2 separate regions of the Sus scrofa genome follow, and region 1 is linked to region 2. The links are chromatin contacts, called in public HiChIP or PLAC-seq maps. All regions are on one chromosome and are shown on one strand. The core of a region is the stretch at or near the end of the contact, and the rest is flanking DNA. Distances in the headings are between cores, read along the strand shown.

Region 1 (6,621 bases), core at 2,771-5,270, 43 kb before region 2:
AGGATAAGAGAAAAAATTTTTAAGGATAAACTAGATGACCATCAGGTTTAATCACAGGAAAATCACTGGTGACCAGAGATTTCATGTGAACAGCGTAAGCACAGAAACTGTAAGCCATTTAGAAGAACGGAAAGTGGAAACATAAAACACTCACCAGACATTCACTGAACTACATGGAGGAGGGAGGTAGTTCCCACTGCGGCTCAGTGGGTTATGAACCTGACTAATATCCATGAGGATACTAGTTCGATCCCTGGCCTCACTCAGTGGCTTAAGGATCCAGCATTGCCGTGAGCTGTGGTGTAGGCTGCAGATTCGGCTCAGATCTGGCATTGCTGTGCCTGTGGTGTAGGCTAATAGCTACAGCTCAAATTCGACCTCTAGCCTGGGAACTTCCATATGCTGCAGGTGTGGTCCTAAAAATAAAGCAAAAATAAATAAATAAATGGAGAAAGGAAAGAAAACATGCTGTTGTTCATGGTCGTTTGGGGTTAGTAGATGCAAACTATTACATTTAGAATGGATAAGCAATGAGATCTTACTGTGCAGCACAGGGAACTATATCCAGTCTCTTGGGACAGACCATGGCAAAAGATAAGATAAGAAAGGGAATGTATATATATATGCATGACTGGGTCACTGTGCTGTAAGGTAGAAATTGGCACAACATTGTGAATCAACCATAACTTAATAAAAAAATAAATAAGAAAACATGCTGATCAGAAAGAGCACACAAGGAATACACTGAAAAATCAGCCATCAGCCAGAGTCTAAAAGGCTAGAGCATCCAGCTTTCTTCTGAATACTGCTTACAAACAGAAAAAGCTCATGTGGTCATACTCTGCAATTTTAAGAGTAATAATAGTTATTCTCTAAAATTACTCTTTAGTACAAGCAGTGTAAAAATAGCTACCTACAGTTCCCAATCAGTTCCTTAACTTTGAGGGAGAAAGTGAGGAGCTTGAAAATAATCTAATTAATAAATTAATATTTTAGGAAGGCAAAGAATAACAAGAACACTGATTTGAATACTTTAAAAAGTCACAGGAGGAGTTCTCTCGTGACATAGCAGGTTAAGGATCCAGCGTTGTCACTGCTATGGCTTGAGTCGCTGTTTTGCCATGGGTTTGATCCCTCGCTCAGGAAGTTTACATGCCATGTGTGGGGCCAAAATAAATAAATAAATAAAAAGTATGAGACCCAACAAAATCACTAACGCTAAGCAGGCATTATGATGCCAAAAATCATTCTATACAGACCATTAAGATGAGAAGTAGGCAAGGCCTCCAAAATCTAACATAAGGGAGTATTTTTTAACGGAGAACATGAGAAAATGAGTTACATGAGTGTGAAATGAAAATGATCAGTCAGTTCAAATTTTAAAAAATAGAGGAATCACAAAATAGTCTTTAACATACAGATCAACAACTTGTACAATTATGGTTTATTTGGGCCTAGCAAGTAAGGCAGAGGGCCTATCAACAACAGTGCGGAAGCATTAATAAACAGCAACTGACAAAGCCAGTGTCAGGGAAAACAATTAAGTGGTAAAGAACATCCTATCTAAAGAGCAAATTATTGTCTTACAGAAACACAGGCCCAGTGTTACCAGATCTTCAGATTTTAAGAGAAGCCAAGAATCTAGATGTTTATGGGAAATCTCAACATTTTTAAATACCAGTAATTAATTAAAAAATAGTTTTCAAATCTGGTCAGGCTGATATTGTATAAATGCAGGCCATTAGTTTGCAACTCCTTTCAGCATAGGTAATGGGGAGGTAAGAAAATTTCAAGCAGGGGACAAAACAATCATGTCTATATATAGAAAGACGGCTCTGGAAGAATTTAGAGAAACTGGAGATGGGGACATATTAGGAAATTATTTCAGGTGCTGAGAAGATTAAAGATGTTTAGAAGGAAGTAAATGCCTAGATATCATATGTTGTTTGACCGGATTTAGGAAAGGGAAGTGATTAATTCATTGTGGTATAGATCTGAGAGGTTGTTCATTCCAATTTACTTTTGAAATGGCTTTTTTCAACTACTTTCTCCTGTCTTTATATATGGTCTTCTATTTCCAATAAGTACTTTGATGAATCATACTAGTAAACATTCACCTTCAAAGAACTTATCCAGCTAAGAGGATGTGAGAGTCTATCACATGTATCTTTCCCACCAGCTCCTTAACACTGGAGCAGTGAAACAAGATATCCTCTTCCAGAGTGTGTACAGCTTTTTCCATGCCTCGGAATGCTGCTAAAGCAACTTTGCATTGCCTTTTTCGAGAACTACAGTGTTTTGAAGGTGGTAAGAGTTTAAAAACATCCCCTATATGCATGAATGGCCAGTACCTAACTTGGGACCAAAAAAAATCCTATCAAAACAGGAAGTATCAGGCACAGGTTTACTGTGGTAGGAAATAGAGAGGAATCGAGAGTTCATGTGTCTTACAAAATGACAAAACCTCTTGCCTTGTACCTGAATGTTCACAGCAGTTTTATTCATAATCTAATTATTGGAAACAATCCAAAAGTCCACAACTAGGAAGAAATAAACTGTAGTATATCCATGCAATGGATATACCACTCAGCAACAAAAAAGAACAAACCACAGGTACAAGTGACATGAATAAATCTAAAAACATTTCGCTAAATTTGAGAAGCAAGACACCAAAGGCTACATGCTTAGATTTCATTTATATGACATTCTGGAAAAGGCAAAACTTGACAGGAATAGAAATCAGATCAGTGCTTGCCAGGGGGTAGGAACGGAGAGGGGGCTGACGACAAAAGAGCAAGAAGGACTTTGTGCAGTGATGGAAACGTTCTGACTCAATCTTGGTGGTGGTAGTAAAACATTGTCAAACCTCATAGAGGGGGAGTTCCCGTCGTGGCGCAGTAGTGAACGAATCCGACTAGGAACCATGACGTTGTGGGTTCGGTCCCTGCCCTTGCTCAGTGAGTTAATGATCCGGCGTTGCAGTGAGCTGTGGTATAGGTTGCAGACGCGGCTCGGATCCCGCGTTGCTGTGGCTCTGGCGTAGGCTGGTGGCTGCAGCTCCGATTCGACCCCTAGCCTGGGAACCTCCTTATGCCACGGAAGCGGCCCAAAGAAATAGCAAAAAGACAAAAAACAAAAAAAACCTCATAGAGTAAGAAGTATGCCTAAAAAGGGACAATTTAACCTATGTAAACTACACCTCAAGAACTGACACAAACACGCATCCTAAAAATAAATAAATAAAAATAAAACAGAAACAAAACCAAAAACCCTTCCTTGTGCGCGGTCCCAACAAAGAGGATGAAAAGAACCCGAGGCGCGCTTCCTAGGGCTCGCGGGCCTGGGGCCTAACGCGCAGAGCTGCCACCCCCGGCCGGGAGGGAAGCTGGGGAAGGCAGAGAAGGATGCTTTCGGAGGCACAAGCCTGAAGGCGCGTCCGCATCCACACACAGCACTAGGCAGGGCGGAAAGCCCCCACAGAAGCGACGCGGCGAGGGCGTGCTTCAGCAGCCGTCGCCGCCGTGACTACCCCCGCTTTTGGACCAACATTTCCCGAGGCTCCTTACCGATGTTCCCTTCAATGGAAATTTTCTTGATGCGGTTCCCCTCTGAGCTGGCTGGGGAAGACGGGCAGCTCCTCTTGGGGGGGGTGGCCATGCCTCGCCCGTGGCGGCCCCGAGGGCGTTGGGCAAGGGGGCTGGGAGGTGCCGCAGACTGCGCGCGCCGGGGCTCACGCTACCGCGGAGCTCGTGTGGACCCGCACGCGGAACCCTCACCCCTTGCAGGTTCTCCGGACGGCGGGCCCGCGGGTTTGATTTTGGCGCGCGGAGTCAGCTGCCGACGGGGGCGGGGCTGCAGAGTGGCCGCCCACCCAGCGAGGAAGCCACGCCCCCGCTTTCTCTCAAACCCGAGATCCCGCCTCGGCCCCTCGGCCTTCGCCCCCTTCGGCTGGGGCGGGGGGCCCCTACGTGCGCGCCCGGCACGTCGGGTCACGCGGGAACTGGGGACGGGGCCGCGGGAGCTGAGCGGGGGGCGGGACCGCGCGCGCGCCGGCGCGCCTTTTCCCAGCAAGCTGGGGCGGAGGGGCGTTCCCGGAATTGGCTGGGAACCGGCGCGGGCACCCAAGGTCGAAGGGCGCCCAGGGGCAGGGGGCGTCTCCTTCGCTCGTCACCTTCGCTAGTCACCTGGAGTGGGCTGGGTTTCGGAGAACTCCCCTCCCCTGTGGGGCCTGTGGACTCAGAGCATCTGGACCGAATTGGTTGGGCTTTTTTGTCTTTTTTTTTTTTTTTGGTCTTTTTGCCTTTTCTAGGGCCGCTCTGGGGTCATATGGAGGTTTCCAGGAGTCTAATCAGAGCTGTAGCCGCCAGCCTACGCCACAGCAACGCCAGATCCGAGCCAGGTCTGCGACCTAGACCACAGCTCATGGCAACACCAGATCCTTAACCTGCTGAGCAAGGCCACGGATGGAACCCGCAACCTCATGGTTCCTAGTCGGGTTCTTTAACACTGAGCCATGATGGGAACTCCGAGTCAGCTGGACTTTAAACTTGTCAGAGGGAAGCAATGAGTAGTAGAAAAACGGAGTCCCAGGAATTCTCAGCCAGGAGGACTGTCGCAGGCTAGATGGCGCTAGGCACCCCAGCCCTCAGGGAATGTAATTGCATTCTTGCGTGTAGACGGTATTTCCAGCGTTTTTCTTGAATTAACTAGCAATCAGGTGCCACAGATCTCACCATGAGCTCCTTTATCAGTGAGGAGCCAGGCACTGAGGGGCTACTGTTAAGTCTCCAAGTCAGTGAGTGGAAATGGGATAGAAAGTTAGGTTTTCAGATGCCACCTCCTGATCTCTCATATCCTGATATGGATGGCGCTTTGCGTTGAAGGGGTTGGAATATGCCACCCTGAATATGCCACTCTGGCATATTATTTTGGATTAAATAAGAACCTCTGACCCTTTGTTCCTACCTGAAAGCAGGAAATAAATCTCTCATGTAAAAGGTACCCTCCCTGTACCAAGAGGGTAGAAAGCATCCTTATTATCAGAGATTGGGAATTCAGGGCAGAGAAGGCTGGATAAATAAACCTTGTTACTGTTTCATCAATTTACTACAACTGGCCCAAACCCTTCCTCTTGTGGCTTCTTCACAAATTTATTATTTGTCTAAAAGGTATAAAAGCTTCCCGCTTTGGTCATTTCATTGATTCTCATATTTTTAAGGGGACTTTATATGTAATTAAATGCTTTTCTGCTATTAATCTGTCTTACATCAATGATTAGGTCAGCCAAAGAGCCTGAGAGGAAAAAAATTCTACACTCCTACAGTGATGAGAATAAGTCACCACACTGAGTAGGTTTCTTTTCAGCATACTATAAAACTAATTAACTTTGCTTGCCCTACACCTGGTGGTTAACAAATGTATGTTGAATATTTGAGTGCTTCCTTATATGCCATGTCCTCTGCTGGATGACTCATCTAATTGGGGACAAATGCAGACACACCCAGAGGAATTCATTTTCAGTCATGGTAAAGACCTAGTAAACAGGTCACTGCCCGGGCTGGAAGTGCCCAAGTTCAAATTGTCTACAGAAACCAAAGGCCCTGTTACTCTTTTCTACCTTACAACTGTCAATCAGATCTGAAATGAATCTAAAGGTGGAATCACAACAAGGAAGATAAATGAAGCTGTTCTGAAATAAAGGGCAGAAATCAAAATGTGACTCGAGGATGAAAACAGCAAAAATCATTTTTTGTAACTTTCCAATATTGTGTTGTTATGCTATTATTTATGTATATTGCCTTTGTTTATCCCTATAGTGCTTAATAGCAGGATTCTTAAAATGAAAAAGGCCTGAATAGTCATTTGTATGGCAAGGAAGCCAGAGAAGCTACTGGGTGTTATATTCTACATCCCAGCTTGAGGGAAAAAACCCTGAGATAAATAAGGCGGGGTCCCAGAGACCTTCAAATAGGAAGAAAGTGGAACTGAATAAATCCCATATGGATCTGATGTTTGAGGTTGAGAAGCACAAATCTCTGAATATGGTTCCCCCTCCCCCCAAAAAACCCAACAAAAACAAAAACCACAAAAAAAGTACTTGTACAGTGATTAAGAGTTTAAGCACTGGAAATTTAAAGACTGGTTTCGAATTCCAGTTCTGCCAGTTTCTGCTGTGAGGACTTGAGTTCCTCCGAGCTTAAAGAGTGTACCTCAAAAATACAAATGAAGTAAATGTGGAAACAAGGAACCTAACTCATTTAACATCAAGTTCAGGTCAATTTCCCATTTTCCTACATAACCAGTGGATAACACAAGGAAGAGACAAGAGAAAAGCACATTCAAAATCACCTCCCTGATTTTTGTCCCCAATGCCCTATCTAAAACCCATGTAGTCAACTGTTTCCGAATTTTAAAAAATTTAGGTCACATACTAGCATATGCTATATATATACATAACCATTCTTTATCCTCCTGCAGAAGTGCTAAGTCAAATACACTAATATTTTGCAGTGGGGCATTAAAGTGTTCACATTAATTGGGACAGACTATTAACCTCAGTTTGAAACCTCTGGTTTAACTGATTTTACATTAAAAAGTATTGGTCTAGGAGTTTCCATTGCA
Region 2 (6,881 bases), core at 1,289-3,788:
TGGCACAGACACTGTGGAAGACAGTCTGGTAATTTGCTACAACATTCAACAGAATCTTTCCATACAATCCATCAATTCCAGTCTCAGGTATATAACCAATTGAGCTGAAAAATCTATGTCCACCCAAAAGCCTGCCTCTGAATGTTTACAGAAACTTCAATCACAAGTGCCAAAGGTGGAAGCAACCCAGATGCCCTTCAATAGGTGAACTGACAAACTGTAATATAGCCATAAAATGGAATATTATGTCCAGGGATTTAAAAGAAATGAACTATGGAGTCAAAAAAATATAAAACAAAAAACACGAGGGAATTCCCGTTATGGTGCAATGGTTAATAAATCCGACTAGGAACCATGAGGTTGCGGGTTCCATCCCTGGCCTTGCTCAGTGGGTTAAGGATCCAGCGTTGCCGTGAGCTGTGGTGTAGGTTGCAGACTCGGCTCAGATCCCGCATTGCTATGGCTGTGGTGTAGGCCGGTGGCGACAGCTCCGATTCAACCCCTAGCCTGGGAACCTCTATATGCCGCAGGAGCGGCCCTATAAAAGCCAGAAAGACAAAAGAAAAAGAGAGAAAAAAAAAAAAATGAAGACACCTTATGTGAATATTGCTAAGTGAAAGAAGGCAGACTGACAAAGCTACACAGTGTGTGATTTCAAGTACAAGGCCTCAGGAGAAGCTATAGAGGCAGTAAGATAATCAGTGCTCGCTTGGGGTTTGGAGGAAGAGAAGAGAGATGACTAGGTATACGCCCAAGAAAACAGACACATAGGTCCACAAAAACTTGGTCTTTCACGTTCACACAACCATTAGTCATGAGACAAAAAGTGGAAGCAGCTCAGAAGTCCATCAATTGATGTGTTGATAAATAAAATTTGGTATATCCATACAATGGAATATCATTTGGCCATAAAGAAGTACTTTAACATGGGTAAATCTCTACGATATTATTATGCTAAGTGAAAAAACTCAGAAACAAAATATGTAGTGTCACATATTTCATGATTTCATTTATTGTTTTGTTTTATTTTTCGTTTTTTAGGCTGCCCCGATGCATACAAAATTCATGGGCCAAGGATCAGATCTGAGCCATAGTTGCAACTAAAACCGCAGCTGCGGCAATGCCAGATCCTTAACCCACTGTGCAGGGTCGGAGATCAAACCTGCATCCCAGAGCTCCCAAGACACTGCCGATCCTGTTGCACCACAGCAGGAACTCCATATGATTCCATTTACATGAACTGTCCAGAACAGAAAAATCCACTGAAAGAGAAAGTACACTAGTGGTTGCCAGGAGAAATTGAAGGAGACTACTAATGATACAAAGTTTCTCTTAGGGGTGATGAAAATGTCCTGGAATCAGAGCCTGTGATGGTTGCACACCTTTATGAATATTATACCAAATCCACTGAATTGCACACCTTCAAGGATGAATTTCATAGTATGTGAATTACAGTTCAATTTTTTAAATGTTTAAAGAAAAATCTTTACTATTAAAAAAATAAGGTGGAGTTCTCTTGTAGCACAGCGGGTTAAGGATCTGGCGTTGGGTTGCTGCTGTGGTGCAGGTTTCATCCTTGCTCAGGAACTTCCACATGTGGCAGGCATGGCCAAAAAAATTAAATAAGTACTTCCCAATAAAGTCCCTCCCCACCTCAATAAGTCAGTTTCTTTCATCCATTTATTCACTCTTGCATTCTTTCATCTGACTAGCATATTCTGACCACCTACTATATTCTAATTAGCTGTTCTAAGCACCGCCCTGGGACACAGCACCAAATAAGAGACAAGATCCCTACTCTAATGGTGGGGAGAGGGGGAACAAAACACGAAACCAACAAAACACTGCTGGGCAGTGGCAAGTGCTATGGTGAAAATAACAGAATGATGTGACAAATAATGTGATATGACAAGGCACTATATTAGATTAGGTGTTTACAGAAGGCCTTCCCAAGACCCAGAAAGCTGAGAAGAAGGAACTGGCCATATGACAATCTGGGGAAGAGGGAAGAACATTCAAAACTTATAGGATAGGAGTTCCCGTCGTGGCACAGTGGTTAACGAATCCGACTAGGAACCATGAGGTTGCGGGTTCGATCCCTGGCCTTGCTCAGTGGGTTAAGGATCCAGCGTTGCCATGAGCTGTGGTGTAGGATGCAGACGAGGCTCGGATCCCACGTTGCTGTGGCTCTGGTGTAGGCCGGTGGCTACAGCTCCGATTAGACCCCTAGCCTGGGAACCTCCATATGCCATGGGAGCAGCCCAAGAAATGGCAAAAAGACAAAAAAAACTTATAGGATAAAACAGCACAAAAGTGACTTTCTCAGGAAAAGTAGTAAAAAGGTATTTTAGGACATCAGGAATAATGCTAACAATGGTATAAGAAATCAGAAAGGCCTGTAGGACCACACTAGCTAAGATTTTAGAGGCCAGAGCATGGAATTTAGATTATCATTTTAAGTGTAAATGGGCAGCCATTGGAGTTCTTTTTAAAAAAACAGAAGTAAAACATGACATCATTTAATGTTCTATAAAAGGTCATTCTGGTTGCCATGGGAGAGGCAAAAGTGGAAATAAAGAAGCCAGTTGGGAATTTACTACAAAGAAGAGAGAACAATGGCTTAGACTGATGGGGATGGAAAGATGAGGCCAGATTCCCTCATTTGCAGGTAGATTCAGTAGGGCTCACTTTGGATTTAAGGATTTGTACAGAGTGGTAAAGAAGAGAGAATCAAGGAAGACTCCTAGATGATTTTCAGCCTCAAGCAGGAAGAAAACAGGTCATGTATTGAGATACATTTGGGGAGATGGATTCTGGACATAAACTTGGGATATCTATCAGACATCCAAATGGATAAGTTAGGTAGGCAGCTGTACATACACAGGCTCTGGCTCAGGCTCTGAGGAAGGATCAGACTGAAGGTAACCAATACTCTTGGCATCCTCACTGCTTAGCACAGTGCAAAAGATCCACTGGTAAATTATTAAAATGAGTATTTTATAAGTTATAAGAAATCCTGTAATAAAGAAAATTGTTTGTAGTTTAGATTTCCTAAACAACTTCAATCATGGAAACTTTTCTTCCCCATGTTAACATCTTGTTCTTTAATACATATTAGAGACCACTGCACTAGCACATTAAACCAAGTGGGTAACTTCCCAATTTACAGCATACGCGTAGCACTTCAATTTTATAAAGTGCAACTCCATGACTACATAAAAGAACAGGTCAAGGGTTGATCAATTCACTATTTATGTAATACTCCATAAAATGTTATAATCTAATCCTTAGAAAATAATAAAGCACTTTACAAGAAAAGGCCAATTAGTTTCTACATCTGTGAAGTAACATGAAGTATCATCTCAGCTATAGATGAAGGCACAAAAGTTTAATCATTCATCTCTGGTCACCCTCTGAGCTTCTGAGTTGTATATAGGTTTCTGTTTCCTTTGCCCAACATTAAATTCATTATTCTAGTCAGTACATAGGAGATTTTAGGAAGTGCCTACAGTCGAATGTCTAGGTGATTTCCATGCAACAGCAGTAACTGCATTTTCTGAATCTTATTTACTGTGCTGGACTGTTAGAAACCAAAAATTTGCATGTGCAGAGCTCAGAATGAGCATCAATCTGCAATTGACTTTGCAGTAATTCCAAATATACTGGTATTTCTACCAAGAAACACCTAGGGAGCTTAAACACCACTTCTTTTATAAAAACTTTTCCTAGGAGTTCTCGTCATGGCTCAGTGGTTAATGAATCTGACTAGGAACCATGAGGTTACAGGTTCGGTCCCTGGCCTTGCTTAGTGGGTTAAAGATCTGGTGTTGCCATGAGCTGTGGTGTAGGTCGCAGACCTGGCTCGGATCTGGCGTTGCTGTGACCGTGGCGTAGGCCGGTGGCTACAGCTCCGATTAGACCCCTAGCCTGGGAACCTCCATATGCCGAGGGAGTGGCCCTAGAAAAGGCAAAAAGATTAAAAAAAATTTTTTTTAATTAAAAAAAAACTTTTCCTAACCTTCCATTAAAAATTCTCCATTCTCTCTTGTGTCTCATTGTAGCTTAAAGTACCTGTATAACACTTAACATATTTGTGCTTGTTCTCGTTCAAGATAGCTCTTTAAAATGAGAGGCTGTGTCCTCTTCATTTTTTTTTTTTTTTTTTTTTTTTTTTGTCTTTTTGCCATTTCTTGGGCCGCTCCCGCTACATATGGAGGTTCCCAGGCTAGGGGTCCAATCGGAGCTGTAGCTGCCAGCCTACGCCAGAGCCACAGCAACGCGGGATCCGAGCCGAGTCTGCAACCTACACCACAGCTCACAGCAACACCGGATCGTTAACCCACTGAGCAAGGCAAGGGACTGAACCCGAAACCTCATGGTTCCTAATCGGATTCGTTAACCACTGCGCCACGACAGGAACTCCTCCTCTTCATTTTTGTATCTGCAGTGCCTATTATGATCTCTGGCATAAAGGCAAAGAATCTGGAGTAAAGATCCAGCTTCTGATCTTGTCTCTGTAACTTACTAGCTATGAAATCAGCCTGGACATGATATCACAGTTCTGCAGGACCATACACAATACAGGAAATGACACTTAAAAATGTCAGTGGGGGAGTTCCCGTCGTGGCGCAGTGGTTAACGAATCCGACTAGGAACCATGAGGTTGCGGGTTCGGTCCCTGCCTTGCTCAGTGGGTTAACGATCCGGCGTTGCCGTGAGCTGCGGTGTAGGTTGCAGACGCAGCTCGGATCCCGCGTTGCTCTGGCTCTGGCGTAGGCCAGTGGCTACAGCTCCGATTGGACCCCTAGCCTGGGAACTTCCATATGCCGTGGGAGCGGCCCAAGAAATAGCAAAAAAAAAAAAAAAAAAGAAATGAAAAAAATGCTCAGTGGGGAGTTCCAGTTGTAGCTCAGGAGGTTAAGGACACAATGTTGACTCTGTGAGGAGGCGGGTTCAATCCCTGGCCTGGCTCAGTGAACCTGCTGAGACTCTGGGATCTTGTGATTCCCCAAGGCTACACGTAGTTATATAAACAAATTCTAATGAGACTAATCTTTTTTTCTTTTAATTTTTTTTTTTTCTTTATAGGGCTGCACCTGTGGCATATGGAGGTTCCCAGGCTAGGGGGTCCAATCGGAACTGTAGCCACCGATCTACACCACAGCCACAGCAATGCCAGATTCTAGCTATGTCTGCAACCTACACCACAGCTCGTGGCAACGCCAGATCCTTAACCCACTGATCGAGGCCAGGGATCAAACCTGTGTCCTCATGGCTCCTAGTCGGATTCGTTTCCGCTGTGCTACGACGGGATCTCTAATAAGTCATATCATATAAAATTTTTGTTTCCAAGTATGTAATATATTATAGGCATATGCTAGATGGTAGAGATTTAAAAATAGTTTTTAAAACTGTTGCATCTTCAAAGAGGTCGCATTCTCTGCTAAGGAAGAAAGGCCTGAAAACTGACAATACAGTATCTTTTTGATATGGGCTACATTAAGACTAGAGAGGACAGTGAAATGGTAGCTAACAAATTGGGAAGTGGCACAGGTCAGGAAAAAAGAGGTGGCTTCTAAACTAAAGAAACGGGGGTGGAATGGAGAAGGGCAGTCTAGCCAGAACAGCAGAATAGCATTTACAAAGGCAGGCAGAGGGGGAGAAAGGCATTGTAAGAAATACTAATAAAATAGCTAAAGGCTGCTGTGAGGGGAAAGAAGAGAGGAGGGAGCAGATGAGGCTGGAGTGGTAAGCAAACACCACTGTTAGGGGGGTTCTCTGTGCCTTGGGTCTTTGCCAGCCACCTCCCGCCCATCCAGTTGCTCCCTGAGAAGCCCAAGGGAACTGGAGGAAGAAAGTGGGCCAAGAGATTCTGGCCACCTCCTTTCCCTATTCAAAACCACAATGCTGAAGTGTAGTAAGAGAGACAGCAGTGCCAAAATCAAGCAGGGCAGGCCCCCAAATCCATCCAAAAAGAAATAGCCTCTGCCTAAAAATACAGTAGCACATATCTGCAAAACTCCTGCTGTTGTGCATACATGAACATACTAGACACATCTTATCACTTTTATAAATACCAAATGCAACTACTTCACACATATACCCAAAGAAATGTGTATACTCAATGGGATATCAATAATCTTTAACCTTCATTAACCAGTGGACTTAAAACTAATGAATTCAAAACTGTTGAAAAGTACATCCATATAACATGCTGGTCTCCAATTTAAAGACTCTTGAGGACAGAAACTACATCCTATTTATTTCTGAACCCTCACCTCTCTCCTCCTACCACCAGCACCTAACATTTTGCTTATACACAGAAGATTACAATAAATATGTACTGTCATTATGCAGCAATACCATGCATTTGTTAAAATAGTTAAACAAAATTTGGATGCAGAAAAAGTTTACATACTGGACTTGGGAATTTCACGAGCAAGGATAATCATAGTGTTTGTACAGGGCTCTCCGGTTGTTGAAAACCTCCGTTTACATTCTCTCATTCAATTTTCACATCTACCCAATGGAATAGGAATTTCTTTCCCTGGTAAAGAGAGTAAATAGAGAAGAAACTAAGTGATGTGCCCAAGGTCGTGTGGCTAGTGACAGACCAAAAACTCTGAAACCCAGGTCTCCTTACTCAAAGGCTGTTCTTTCCATGACAACCTTCAGTCAATCAAAAATATTTATATATTGAGGACATATTCTCCAAGCAATGTACTAACATGCTGGGAAATACAACAGTGAACAAATGTTACAACACAGTCCAGGAAGGGGGGAAAGACCTTAAATAGTAATAAATAATTACAATGTGCAAAGACGACCAGAGAATCTAAACTTGAGGCCTACTAAGGAAAATATATATATGTTCACTGAGA

Evidence for each region. HiChIP or PLAC-seq counts read pairs in DNA pulled down with a chosen protein or histone mark.
Region 1: a contact with region 2 is called in an H3K27ac HiChIP or PLAC-seq map of alveolar macrophages. The contact joins the promoter of DCK here to the enhancer-like site in region 2. A contact is called at or near these places in 5 of 47 Hi-C or Micro-C datasets (alveolar macrophages, brain, embryonic fibroblasts and 1 more) and 2 of 2 datasets of contacts at active chromatin or transcription factors (alveolar macrophages and skeletal muscle).

The regions. Positions count from the first base shown.
Region 1 is chr8:67,704,060-67,710,680 of Sscrofa11.1, reverse strand. DCK (deoxycytidine kinase) reads right to left here and starts at 4,020. Exons shown (of 7, transcript XM_003129074.5): 1 at 3,567-4,020. The coding sequence starts at 3,657.
Region 2 is chr8:67,659,453-67,666,333 of Sscrofa11.1, reverse strand. All of the region lies in intron 1 of MOB1B (MOB kinase activator 1B), which reads right to left. Among named protein-coding and RNA genes, the nearest start is that of MOB1B, 15 kb to the right of the region's middle. Within about 2 kb of position 2,538, at least 2 of the 83 cell types and tissues checked have an H3K27ac peak or open chromatin away from gene starts, as enhancers often do. A contact at or near this core is called in alveolar macrophages, where this site is marked.